Linked DNA regions of Pan troglodytes: region 2 is linked to region 1. Evidence: chromatin contacts called from public Hi-C data. All regions are on one chromosome and are shown on one strand. Each heading gives the region's core, a stretch centred on a gene start, on an enhancer-like site or on the middle of the called end of the contact. The rest is flanking DNA. Distances are from core to core; before and after follow the strand shown.

The links. A called contact is a pair of places that touch in the nucleus more often than the background predicts.
Region 2: a Hi-C map of stem cell-derived neural progenitor cells shows a contact between it and region 1, with 5 times the contacts expected there. The contact joins two enhancer-like sites. A contact is called at or near these places in 1 of 7 Hi-C or Micro-C datasets (stem cell-derived neural progenitor cells) and 1 of 1 datasets of contacts at active chromatin or transcription factors (stem cell-derived excitatory neurons).

Annotation. Positions count from the first base shown.
Region 1 is chr2:68,193,346-68,199,875 of NHGRI_mPanTro3-v2.0_pri, reverse strand. The region is part of intron 2 of PRICKLE2 (prickle planar cell polarity protein 2); the gene reads left to right. Among named protein-coding and RNA genes, the nearest start is that of PSMD6, 200 kb to the right of the region's middle. Within about 2 kb of position 4,000, at least 17 of the 24 cell types and tissues checked have an H3K27ac peak or open chromatin away from gene starts, as enhancers often do. A contact at or near this core is called in stem cell-derived excitatory neurons and stem cell-derived neural progenitor cells, where this site is marked.
Region 2 is chr2:68,456,582-68,463,062 of NHGRI_mPanTro3-v2.0_pri, reverse strand. No RefSeq gene overlaps it. Among named protein-coding and RNA genes, the nearest start is that of PRICKLE2, 44 kb to the right of the region's middle. Within about 2 kb of position 3,597, at least 10 of the 24 cell types and tissues checked have an H3K27ac peak or open chromatin away from gene starts, as enhancers often do. A contact at or near this core is called in stem cell-derived excitatory neurons and stem cell-derived neural progenitor cells, where this site is marked.

The DNA.
Region 1 (6,530 bases), core at 2,751-5,250:
ATTCAGAAGTCTTCCTTAGGTCCAAGAAAGATTTTAAATGACCTAAAGAGGAATTGAGGACCCTCTTTAGGTCGTTTCAATCCATTCCTTCTTATTTTATACCTGTAGAAACAGAGATTTAAAACTTGTTCATTGCAGCCTTCCTCATTACAGCTCTTCATCTAGGAGGCTACCACCCTTCCTGTCACTTACCCTTCCCTTCTGTAACCTGACCAGTAGAGATGTACTTGACCTTTCCCTGTAATCCTCTAACAAGATGCTGCCTAAAGCTGTCTAGAATGGAAAGATGATTTGATTATCCAGCATGCATGGAGCTGTCTCTTTGTTATTACCTGCCAGTGTCATGTTGGTGCTATTTTGCTGTCTTGTGTCCATGCAGACGTCTCTTAATTATGCATTTGTGTTCATAATTTTCCTTCCTACTCATGTTCTTGTTCCTGCCTGGAACACCTCTAGCAGAAGGTGAATTTGACTAACGTCAAATTTTTGCAGCCTTTTTGTACTTCTGGATTTTGTGTCATGCTTAGTAAGGCCTTCCCCCACTATAAAATTGTTTTTTAATTCCAAAAAAGTAAAAGTGTTTTTGACCTTGGGCCTGACCCAGATCATACTTTTCCTGGTTCCTGATCACCTCTGCCATAATTAATTTTGTCTTCCTTGTCCTTTTTCCTATATACTATACGCAATTATGGTCATTTGTATAAATATCCTATCATTCTACCTAAACAGAAAGTTCTGAAGGTCGACAGTTGCATCCTTGTCTCCTGACAAGAGTGTCCTCCGCTTCACAAATCCCTAATAAACATTTGGTTGAGTTTCTCATATGTATTACCTGTTCTTCCCTGCCTTTACTCGCATGAAGTTTGCTGTCATGAATGTGGAATTTCACTGTTTTTTAGAAAAACAATGAGTTTTGTTCCTATTTACTAGGTCTCTGAAATTTTTAAAGTAGTTTTTTCTCACTTTTTCTAATACCTACCAGTATAATTTGTAAAAAAAAAAAAAAACCTCATTAGAGTGGTCTCCAGGATGAAAATAATGACCACAGGGAATTAACAATCTGTGGATTTTGTAATTTTAATATTCTGTGTAAGTGTGATGCATAGATATCCAGCTTCCTCATCACCAAGCTGAGCTCACAGAGCGTGTGCTGGCAAAAGGACTTGGGCAGCATGCTTTTGTGCCATCCCTCTCTTGAATGCAATTAGGCCTTTGAGGACTCTGCATGCCTCCTACCATAACACACACCCCATTCTACTCTAATTGCCTACTTAATTGTCTTCTCTCTGATTGCCAAGCTCTTTTAAGGCAGGATCCCTGTGTATCTTGGTCACCATGTTGTCTCCAGACCCTAGCACAGTGACTGGCAAATAGTAGGAGCTTATGTAATGAGTGAATGGATATATGAATGAATGGGTGAAGCATGTATTCATCTCAAAAATATAGTTGTCTTGTCCTGGTGTATAGTTTCAGAAGAGGGAGCCCACCTCTTGGTCATTTTTACTCCTTTATTTCCTAGATTCATAGCAATTCAAAGCATTTGTATTGTATCATATGGAAAATGGCATATCAGTGGCTCACCCACATTAGATAGAACTTTGAGATATGCTCTAGGAATAAAGATAATTTTGCAGTCTTCCCTTTACCGCTTTCTCCCCACCTTTTGAATTTTGACTGGTTACTTAACTAATTTGCGCTGAAGTTAATGGTGGAAGCATGATTGTTTCTATTAATATTACCAATAGCTAACACTTATTGAGTGTTTGCTATGTAACAGGCTCAGTGTTAAATGTTTCACATTAATTCTCATTGGATTCTCCCAACGGCCCCATGAAGGTAGGCACTATCATTATGCCCTAGGTTACATGTAAGGACCTCAGGCCTCAAGTCATAGACCTAGCAAGTGTCAGAGCCAGAGTCTGACCCCAGGCAATCCATTTTAGACTCCATGTTATGATGTTAATTCTTATGAAGTTGGTAGTGATGTGTCACATCTGTTCCAAGTGAAGAGTAATCTCTTGCTATGTTTCAGCTGTCTTCTTTATCTCATTGTTGATCACCTGTGAATTGCCTCTTGTATGACCATGCTGAGCATGAGTAGATGAGAGAGTAGTGTACCCATTTTTAAGAAACTGAGGCATGGTAAGTTGAAGTGACTTGTTCGTGGCCACACTGGGTTAGAATGTCACTGCTTCCACTTGGCTACTGGGGGCCCCAAACTGTTAGACTTGTTAATTGACTTTTTGAAGGATATTGAGGTCTGGGGAGATCATCTGCCTCCCTACACGCTCTGAGTTCTGTGTGATGGAAACTGAAGGCTGAGTGTTATTCATTTGCTTGTATTTTATTTCTCTTACTGAGACGTTATTCCAGGTCTCATGATTTTCACCATGAAAGGTCTTCTGGGAACTAGAGAGAAGCATTCTGAAAGAAGTTATTAAGCATTATTAATACAATTACGTACAACAAAAGACATAATTTAACTTCCCCACATCCAACAAAGAAATTCATTTGAAGCTTCAGCTTCCACTGCAGCTGGAAGGGCAGAGCTCATCACAGTGGGTTCCCCAGGCGGGGGAGTGTGGGCAAGGAGCCGTGCTAGTTGCTTTGTCCTTTGGGACACTTCTGTGCATGATGGAATATTCCTCACTCCCAGCCTCCCCAACCTTTCCCTCACCCTTCACTTTCGCTCACAGTGGTTCCTTATCACAGGCACAGAGTCCAGAATATTGCCTGGCTCTTGCCTCTCTCCTGGCCCGGGATACTGCACAGGCAGCATTGAAGGAATATATGATTTTAAACAATTAAAGATGACCATGGAAATACTCAGATGCTAGGAACAGTGATCAGCCTAGTAGATAGTATGCCTCGGTGAATTTTTCTAACTTCATTCAAACTATCAGAAATAGCTATTGAGTATGTGATATTGTGTTAATCTTCACCATAGTTCTATTCAATATTTTACTTTCTTTAATTGCAGTAGCCCATAAGGCCCTTGAAAGCAGAGACTGTGTTTATACCTAGTCTTTAGAGCTGTGCATGGCATAGAGTATGTGCTTAGTAAATATTTATTGAATGAGTGAATGGTACAGTTGAGGTTATTGAAGATCCCACAAGTTAAGTTACTTGCCTAAGATCACACTGCTAGCAGGAAGGAAAGGCAGGATTTGAACACAGGGCTCTCCAAATGTATAGATTCCTTTCTTCCAGATTGCTTGGTTAGGCCGCCTAGTGGTGTATAAAAATGGAGATCAGAGACCCCAAATGTATTCAACAAAAGCTCTATCTGAGGTCTAGGAAATGTGGATTCTGACCCATCCTTGCTGAAATCCTGGTGTGACTTTACAAAAGTCCTTTCTCCAGTTGTCTCCATTTTCTAATCTGTAAAATGAGGAGACGGAAGCAATGCTCTCTGAGGGTCTCAGGGTCTTCAGATGCCCTGGGAAGGTTTATGCTTTGTCTTCTTCTGCAGTTGGAATTGGGGTAAGGGGTTAAAGGGCAGCTGACTAACTCACCACCCAAGCACGTGAGGAAAGGAGTCACTTGTGCTTTATTTCAAGGTGCACAAAAACTCAAAGGTGACATAGTCTTAGGCCAAAAAACAAGCAACACCCGAAAATGAAAGTTGAAGAGAGAAGAGAAAGAAAAAAAAAAAAAAAAGGAGAGGCATTTGAAGGCTTGACACAGCATTTAATTAAAAAAGAGTGCTCTGATTCCACTCCTAGGTTGGTGCAGCATGTAATCTGAAACAGGCACTCAGGTTGATAATTGTGCCCAGATCTGAACCTTGGCACATAAGAGCACAGCTTTTAAGAAGAAAAAAAATAGGCATGTGTCTTTAAAGCCTCTCTTCTTATATGTGATTTTTTTCATGCTCATTTGGAGGCTACGTAGCTGGGCCTTTGCATCCAGCAAAGGCTTCCTTCCCCTCTCCCTGGCTTGGGGATTATTGATTTGGAAGGCAAGGCTAATTTACATGTAAATAAATCTCAGCACTGGGCAGCAGGATGGGACGTCCAGATGCCGTGACTGACTTGCTGACATCACAGCTTCATTAGCATGCGGAGGATGCAAGCACTGCAACAGCGACTTCTCAGGCACCACCAGCAGCGCCACCGAGAGTTATTATTATTTTTTGACCAAGCAGCACATTTCCTGGTTCAGTGGCTTGAGCTCTGTGAGCAGCTGACTAGTCACCCCGGGTCTGGCTCAGGATCAGCTGGTGACGCTGGGCTGGAGTCTATGACTTCTTCCTTCAGATTGTCATGAAGAAGGGGAGTTAAGAGGAAACTGGGGGTCCTCCGGAAGGCGATCTGAGCACTCAGGCTGATCTAGAGGAAGAGTAGAAGTCATACTTTTTTTCTCCTGCTTGGTGAATTCCCCAGCAGAGTCTGGATCCAGCAGTGCTGTTTTCCCTGAGGGAATGTGGAGCAGCTCGGCTTGAGTCTGTTGCCAGCTTCAGGAAGGGTTCAGACTGAAAAGGGGGTTTGAGGAGAAGATGCTTTGGCTGCCTGAGGTCCTGCTTGCGTTCTTAGAAGTCAGATCCAGGGAGAAAGTGAACTGGGACAATTAACAAGCTCCAAGGGTCTGGCAGAAGCTTCCTCCGAGACTGGGCATTTCATCCTCCCTGGAGGTGGGTAAGAAATTTGCTCTAATTCACAAATTAAACAGCAGTATGTTTTCTAAGGAGGATGAGAAAGCCAGATCTAGGGCCTTTGCATTGGGGGAGGATATTGGGTCTTCGTTTTCTTGGCCAGGTAGCATTTTTGGTGGCCCTGCGACCCCTTTTGCCTTTTCTATGCTTATTAGAAAGCTCGATTACAAAGTGTTATGTCACAGCTCTAGGGAGTCTTGAAGAAACGCTTAAATCTTGATGCTTAAGAAGAAGCAGCGTTTCTCTAAAAGTGTAGCTGTCTTTAAAAAACCATAATAATATGGGGAAAGGGGCTAACAGACCAAATACCTGAGAGTGTTCATGCACAGTAGTCATTTCAACACATGATGTCAGAAACCATTAGGGGATCTGAGGAACAAGGACCCAGCTGAGACTTCCAGGTAAAGAAATGGCTTTCAAATTATTTAGGTTTAATTGTAGACACTGCTTTCAGATTAGAAATGGTGACAGAGTTTCAGAATATGACTGCATAGCCTGGCTGAACACACGATTCGGTTTGCCCTCTATGCTGGGTTTCTTGAGGGAGTGATCATAGTTAGTTCTCCTCACTCTTGGCTTCTCGAAAACCAATCATAGCATTACTAATTTGCCATGGGGGTCTTGCAATGAAATACAGATTTTTAATCCCATGGTTTTTTGTTATGCGGTCTTGGACTATGCTGGGGTCCAGTGGGACTTTTATGAATCATAAATAATCCAGGCTGGGCCAAATCACACTGAGGTTAGCGATCCATACCAGATGTGATGCCATCCGCTGGTCCAAATGTGGCTCTTGTCTAACTTAGGCACATAGATTATTTCCCCAGTGAGAGAGTTCTGCTTCCCATATCAATGCATGTATGAGCACAGTCAGGGGAGGGCTCCAGTGTGCCATGAATATGTAGACATAGACTGCCGTGTACTGAATCTGCAGCTGGGTAAGGCTGTGATTTGCTTTGGCTGCACATCTCTTCCCAAAGACTGTTTTAAACCATCTCAGTGAGACTTAAACTAAATGAAGCAGCCTTGCCTCTTTGCTAGAGGCCAAATTGGCTGCTGTAATCCTGCTCCTCAGAAGGCTTACTGCCTGCTGATGGCTTTCACAGATGGGTCAGGATGAGTGTCCCCAAGGGCTCCAGAGTAAGTCACAACTTTGACATAATTACCATATTTTGGAAATTTGGATTTTAATGCCTCGAGTGCTTATAAAGGTTTTGCCTTTCCGTCAAATGCTCCTTCCCCTTGGGAATTCTGTTTTTCATGTGAAAATTAAAACATACTGGCTCCATCGGGCATCTCGGTCTATAAAGATTCACGGGGCAGCCAGAAATACTAAAATAGCATTGTTTGAAATGGTGTGTTTATAAAGATTTACCCATGAAACGTGAGGGAAAAAAATAGAAATAGAGGAAGAAAGATGCATTTATGGAAGCTTAAAGAATGAGAAGGGAACTTAGAGGTTAGATAGTATGAGATGATATTTATCCAGGGCTCAGACTCTGGAGCTGGAAAGAGCTGAAGATACTTAAAGCTACCCATTCCTGCCAGTAAAGTGGAGAGAGCAATGGAATCTATAGTTAGGGTGATAGGTGTACGGATTTAATGAGATGACCTATGCAGAGCACAGTGGCAGCCACATAGTAAATATTCGGTAAATATTAGCTGCTATTGTTGTTGTTGTTGTTGTCATTGTTACCATTTTGTCATTATCGTTATAAGTGTTGTTGCTAAAAAACAGTATTGAAAAGGCAACATGTTCACATCCATTTGCCTGCAGAAAGGTTTTGCTAGCAGAAAAGATGCCATCTCTGGTACTGTTATATCCAAATGATTCCCACTCAAAGAAACTTTCCACCCTATTGATTGAGTTGACAGA
Region 2 (6,481 bases), core at 2,348-4,847, 260 kb before region 1:
AGTTTCATAGAGTCGGGTGAAGGCATTCCAACCAGGAAACAGCGTGCACAGATAGCCCTGGATGGGAAACAACTATGGTCTTTGAGAAACCGGGAAGAGGCCAGCAGGCCTGAAGCAGGATGAGTGAAGAGAGAGGGTGGGAAAACAGCCAGGACCTTGCAGGCATAGGAAAGAGTTTGGGTTTTATTTCAAGTGCAGTAAGGAGCTATGGAAGGACTACGTGGCAGAGATCAACAATTGTCCACAAGTATCCATTCTCCCCTTTGTCCTCATTCATAAAATCCACAAAGTTGAACTGGGCATGTGGCTGCCTGGAATAAGAACAACTTTTCCCAGCCTCTTTTGCAGATGTGGTCATGTGACTTAAGCTCTGGCTGCTAGAATCCAAGCTGGGGTGGTGTATGCAACTTCTGAGTAGTATCTTTGAAAGGGGGATGTGTGTCCCCACTCCTCCTTGCTGCTATGTGGGGTATAGATTAAATGGCTGGAACCCCAGCACCATCTCAGACTCTGAAGTGACCTTGGAAATGAAAGCCAGGATTGGAGATGCCACAATGTAGACAGAGCCTGGATTCCTGACTCCGTTGAACTGCCATAGTCTCAGGTAGCCAGCTGCCAGATGCTTCTGGGAGGGAGGGAATAGCATCTATCTTGCTGAAGCCACTGTTAGTGTGCATTTTCTGTCACAGCTAAACCTAATTCTAACTGATAAAGGCTTTCAGGAGGAACCACATGATTCCGTTTATCACATCAGAAGCTCCCTTAGGCCCTTGTGAGGAGCAGAAGATTGAAAGGGAGTGAGTACAGAGCAGGGAGATAGGGGCAGAGGCTGCTGCAATCATCCAGGCAAATGAATGAACGAATGAATGAATGAATTGTAACCGGACCCAGGTTCAGTTGCTCTCTGCTTGAAAGCCAAAACTCAAGAAATGAGACTTGGTGGGAGGAAAAACAGGTTTTTCGGGAAGCCAGCAAACGGGGAAAATGGTAGACTACCATCCTAAAATGCCATCTTAAGTCAGCACAAATTTCAGGCTTTTTTTTATGTTAAGGGTGGGGGAAGAAGAGGGAGTTGGGATCAAGATGTAACTGATGACTGCAGACATCTGGGTGCCAGTGAGGGCCTGAGGAGTTTGGGAACTTCTTTGTCCTTGGTCAGGTCACAATGCTCCTGTAAATCTTTAATAAAACACAGTTGTTTACATACTTTCCCTTTAACCCCAGAGTTATTTTTTAAAACTACATAATTGCTGTTTTTGTGTATTATCTATATGGATCTTTAACAAACATAATTGTTTACATACTTTCCCTATAACCCCAGAGTTGGCTTTTAAAACTACATGATTGCTGTTTTTGTGTATTATCTCAGTGCTCTAAAATTATCCTAGCCTACATGCGGGGATGGGTTAAAGCCCCTTACACAAATACGGTGAGTGTTACATTCTTTTGCTGTTTCACTGTTGCTGAATGAATGACTGAATGAAAGCATCTCCCAAGGCTGCCTGCTTGCTTACCTTCTCACATGATGCTTTTTTGCCTCTCTGTTCCTTAAGGAGCTTTCCCTCCCTTCTTTCTTGCCCCACAGTCCCCAGACTCACCAGTGTGGGCAGAAGGAGAAAAGGAATGTTCTATCCAGCCCCATACCCCAGCACCTGCTGGGCAACTTTGTCTTCCCTTCTGCAAAAGAAAAGAAGTCCCCTCAAACACAGGAGAGGATGGGAAAAGGCATCTCTCTAAGCAGTAACCCTGGCAGGGCCCTTCAGGATTCCCAAATTCCCAATTTATAGACAGGGAAACTGATCCCTAGAGAAGGGAAGGGACTTGCCCATGTCCACACAGCATGTTAGTGGGACACATCATGAAACATAAAAGCAGGAAGAGGGTCTAGAAACCATCTAGTCCTACCCCCTCATTTAGAGAAAGGAAAACCAAGGCCCGGAGAGGGAGAGTTAGTGACAGAGCCACAACAAGAACTCAGAACAGGGTCAGCTGGTGTGCAACCAGCTCAGTGACACAAAAGCCTGTGCTAGGGATTTAATGTTCTACTGTCGTGTCTTGAAATTCTTCATATCTTATCTGTAAATGTGTAGTTTGTAAATGAAGTCTGTGAGATAACACAGCAGGCACCCAGGCTAACAGCCTCAGTTCAAGTGCAGCCCAGCCCCTCCCTCACCAGGTGGGTTCTCAGTGCCAGCTTCCCCAACCCCCTGCTATCTCCTCCTCACATCCCTTCTTCTCTCTCTTCCCCCCAACAGCTGCCAGTCTGCTATCTGCAGGGCACTGGCACGGGAGGCTGAGCATGCACATCCCACAGCATTTGGGTAGGACACGACTGCAGCCGTGCCTGCCCTAGAGGTTGATGACATCGTGATGCCTTCAGGGGGGAAACTGGCAGGGCAAGCCTTTCCCCTATGCTAGAGCCTCTGACATGGAGGTTGCAAGATGTGGGGGTACCTGTCCACCATGGATTGGGGTGAAGGGCCTGTGGGAAAGGAGGATGCCTGGCTTCCCTTCCCCGGGTCCTCTTGCCTCAGTGTAGGGGACCTGGCAGCAGATGGGCACTGGTGGGCCACACTGCAGGGGAAGGCTCCTGGGTGCCTTGAGGGCCTCCGTGCTCCTCTCCAGTAGCTCCATGCCCAAGGGAGCATAGCATTAAATAGCAAATACACAGCACAAGAGGGGCCACAGAAGTGGGGTGGGGCTTTATGTTTGGGTACCTCTCTCCTGCCTGTGGAACAAAAGGCTTGTGTTTGCAATGTGCCCTGGGCTGTCACATTAGGTAGCTGTCCTGACTCAGGACTTCTGTTGCTCTGGCCACCAGCCCCCAGCACTCAGCCCCGCTGGACAACACCGGTGTATTCACGTTCAGTCTAGTGCGTTCCCGGCCCTGTGCTGGGCCTCTTTTCCCTGTTTTCTTGTTTGCAGCCTTGTCGTAACTGAGTGAGGTGTGCACTATTATTAGACTCATTTTACAGGTGAGGAAAGACAGGTGCCCATAGGCTGAGTTAACTTGTCCACGTCCTCCACCAGGGAAGCAAGAGAGCCAAGCTCCCCACCCAGGTGGCCTGGTGCTCCTGTCCTGGCCCGACACGCGGGCAGTCGGGCCGTCGGGAAAGGAAAGCGCAGTGTAGAGGAGCTGCTTCTCACCGCCTCTCCTCCCCTCCCCGCCTTCCCCGGGAACTCATGCCCCTCCCCTGCACTCCTGCTCCTTGCCGGCTCGCCCTGGGCCGCTCCGAAGGGAGGAGACCACGTGACCCAGGTCACCGGTAACCAGGCAACCGTTCCAAGACACTGCTTTTCATCCACTCTGGCTTCTACCTTATTCAATATCTGCCAGGCGGGCAAGGCTCCTGGGAGCATCCCTGAAGTAATTCTAAGAAATAAAGCTTGCTGGGGAGGCCTGCGGGGACATCTAATATTCTTTCTCTCTGAACTCTGTGCCCCAAAGTCGTGAACTTGCCTGTTGGGGATTCTGAGTGAATGCTGGAAATCCAGATTCGTTGGGGCCAGAGTTTGCCCTGCGCATGAGGGAGAGGGTGTGGGGTATGGGCAGAGGTGGCAAGGGAGGCTTTGTGAAACGTTACACTCTGCCTCCTCAACTGCAGGCCATTTCTCTGGGCCAGGAGCCAGCTGTTCCCAAAATGGCCACGATGCCTCAGGAGGGAGGTTGACACCCTGTGCTCTCAGAAGCGGCTCAGAACTCAGAGGCAGACCTCTACTCATGCAATTCTGCCTTCTGTGCATGCAATGGATTGCTGCCATCTCCAATCAGGTGGGGACATTAATGAGGTGACCAAGGTTTATTAAGCCCCTATTATTTTCCCTGTGCTAGACACTAGGGAGAGAAAAAGTAGCAAATCCGACCTAATTCCCATTTCATAGATGGGAAAATGGAGGCTCAGATAGGCAGAAAGAGTTTCCCTGAATCTGGCTTATGAAAATATCAGCGCTTTCCATTTGCCATGCTGCTTTTACAGAGGAAGAAAGGAACTTCAAGTACATCTAGGCCAGCTTCCTTACTTTGCAGAAGAGGAAACTGAAGAATAGGGAGACAAAGTGTCTCCTCCTCCAGAGTCACACAACTTGCTTGGCTTCAAAGTCACTTTTTAAATTACACAGGGGACTCTTAACCCCAGTTATGACCTGTTCTTGGATTCAGTTAACTGTTTTTTGTTTTGTTTGAGACAGGGTCTTGCTCCGTTGCCCAGGCTGGACTGCAATGGCACAATCATAGCTTATTGCAGCCTTGCACTCCTGGGCTCAAGGGATCCTCCCTCCTCAGCCACACAAGTAGCTAGGACTACATGCATGTGCCACCAAGCCTGGCTAATTAAAAAAAAATTTTGTAAAGATAGGGTTTCACTATGTTGCCCATGCTGGTCTTGAACTCCTGGCCTCAATCAGTCCTCCCACCTTGGCTTCTCAAAGTGTTGAGATTACAGGCGTGAGCCACTTCGCCCAGCCCAATAACTGTTTAGAACTCTAAACCTCCTTCTGTTTTCCAAAGCCAATTGAATTATGCCTGTTTCTATGTGCAGACAGCACTGTAATTTCATAATACAGGCAGTGTCATGTAGTTAAAAATCATTCTTTTCTCTTCTTGGGAGCAATTGAGATTTTGGACAACTATTTCATCTTTTTAGGTTTGTTTTCTCTTCTGTAAAATGGGGGTAATAATAGTATTTACCTCATAGAATTATTGGGAAGATTCAATGAGATAATTTATATCAAGTGTTGAATACAGCCCTGGATATTATTATAATTGTGTCAAATTTTTATTACTAGTGTCTTCAAAATCTCAACCAGATAAAGAATAGAGCTGACCTCACCTCATATTCATTCATCCCTTTATTTGATATCCCAAAGGACTATCCCTAGGACTATATCTGCAAACCTTTGGATGCTCGATAAATGTTTGCTTAATTGGAGAAATTCTAAAATATCTAGAATTGACTTCAAGGTAGACTTTGTTAACAACACCAAAATGGTGGATAGAGCCATCTTCCTTTCTTAGCCAGGCCTGAACTTGAGCAAATTGTACTTTTAACCTCTTCTTCTTTCCCCTGCCCTTCTCTAAACCTTCAGCCTCCTCTGCAGGAACATTGGAGACCCGTCATTACCTCTGTATGATCTGAATTTAAGATCAAGGTGGCCCTTCTCCTGGTTGCATTTGAAGTCTTCTCTATAATTATGATAATTATTTTATCAGTGAGAGGAGATGTCCGGGGGCAGTGGGGCAGGGGTAGGGGGGTGGGGGGATGCAGAAGCTCATCAGACTCTCAGGAAATGAGACTAGTTGGCTGTGAGATAGCTTTGGCCACTAGGTTCTATTTCGAAGCTTTTTTTTTTTTTTTTTTTTTTTTTTGCAGTTAAGTATGACCATGTCGCTGAGTTCTGGCCAGTGCATGTGGGTGGAAATGACATGCACCACTTCCAGGCCTGACCCATCTCATGCTCCTCCTTCTCCTTCCCTAGCCACAATGGGAGGCCACCTGCTAGACATGGAAGAGCCACCGGATGGAAGAAGCCTGGGTCTCTGAAATGCTGCTTGGAGGAGACTATTCTGCCTGCAAACTAGGAGCACTGATTTTGGACTTTTTGGGAGGTGAAAGAGAAATTTTTATTACGTGAAGCCATTGAGTTTGGGGAGGAGACTGGTTATCTGCTACAGCATCTAGAATGTTACCTTAACCAGCGCAGTAAGGAGGCAGGGCACTGCAAAAGAACGTTGAATGAGATACTCTCTGTGCTGTGTGCGAAAGCTTGGGCAGGCTGTGCAGGAAGTTGGGCTGGGTTCAGATCCTGCCTTGCCATTTCCTGCCTGTGCTATTCTTCCAAAGGCTCTGAGCCAGCAATTTTAAAAGTCTTAAAAGTTGAGACACCCATCATTGCCTGATCACTCTCTTCTGAAGAGGTTCTGGGAGAATCAGACCTAGAAAGTAGGGCAAGGGTTCTTTGATTTCAGCTCTGTTTTAATATTTTTACCTTGGCTACGAGTTTAGAGCAAAATAAAAAAATGCCCTGCGGGAACAGCTTTTCCAGTTCTCCTTTTGCTGCCTCTTTTTTCCTTCCTTCCATATCTTAGGATGAATGTGGATACAGGCAGCCTGAATTCATGGCCGGCTCTGCCATTTTTATCTGTGTGACCTCAGCCAAGTGTCCCTGCCTTTCTAGGTCTCCATTTCCACATGTGTAAATTGAAGAGAATATGACCTTACCTTGCCCGGTTGTGTGAATTAAAGATGTAATATTAAAAGATGAGCACACAGGAAGCCCTCGGGGGATATAACAGAAGCAGGACAGGGCTCCCACTTCTATTAGTACTATTACTTCTAACCTTTACTCCCTGATTCGTGCTTCTCTTCAACCCTTCATTCAGTAACCATTTATTGGGTACCTACTATGTCCCAGGGAGTGAACAAGAAGGCAAAGTTTCTGCCCTCTTAAAGTTTGCCTTCTGGCAGAGAGGTAAATGTATTTT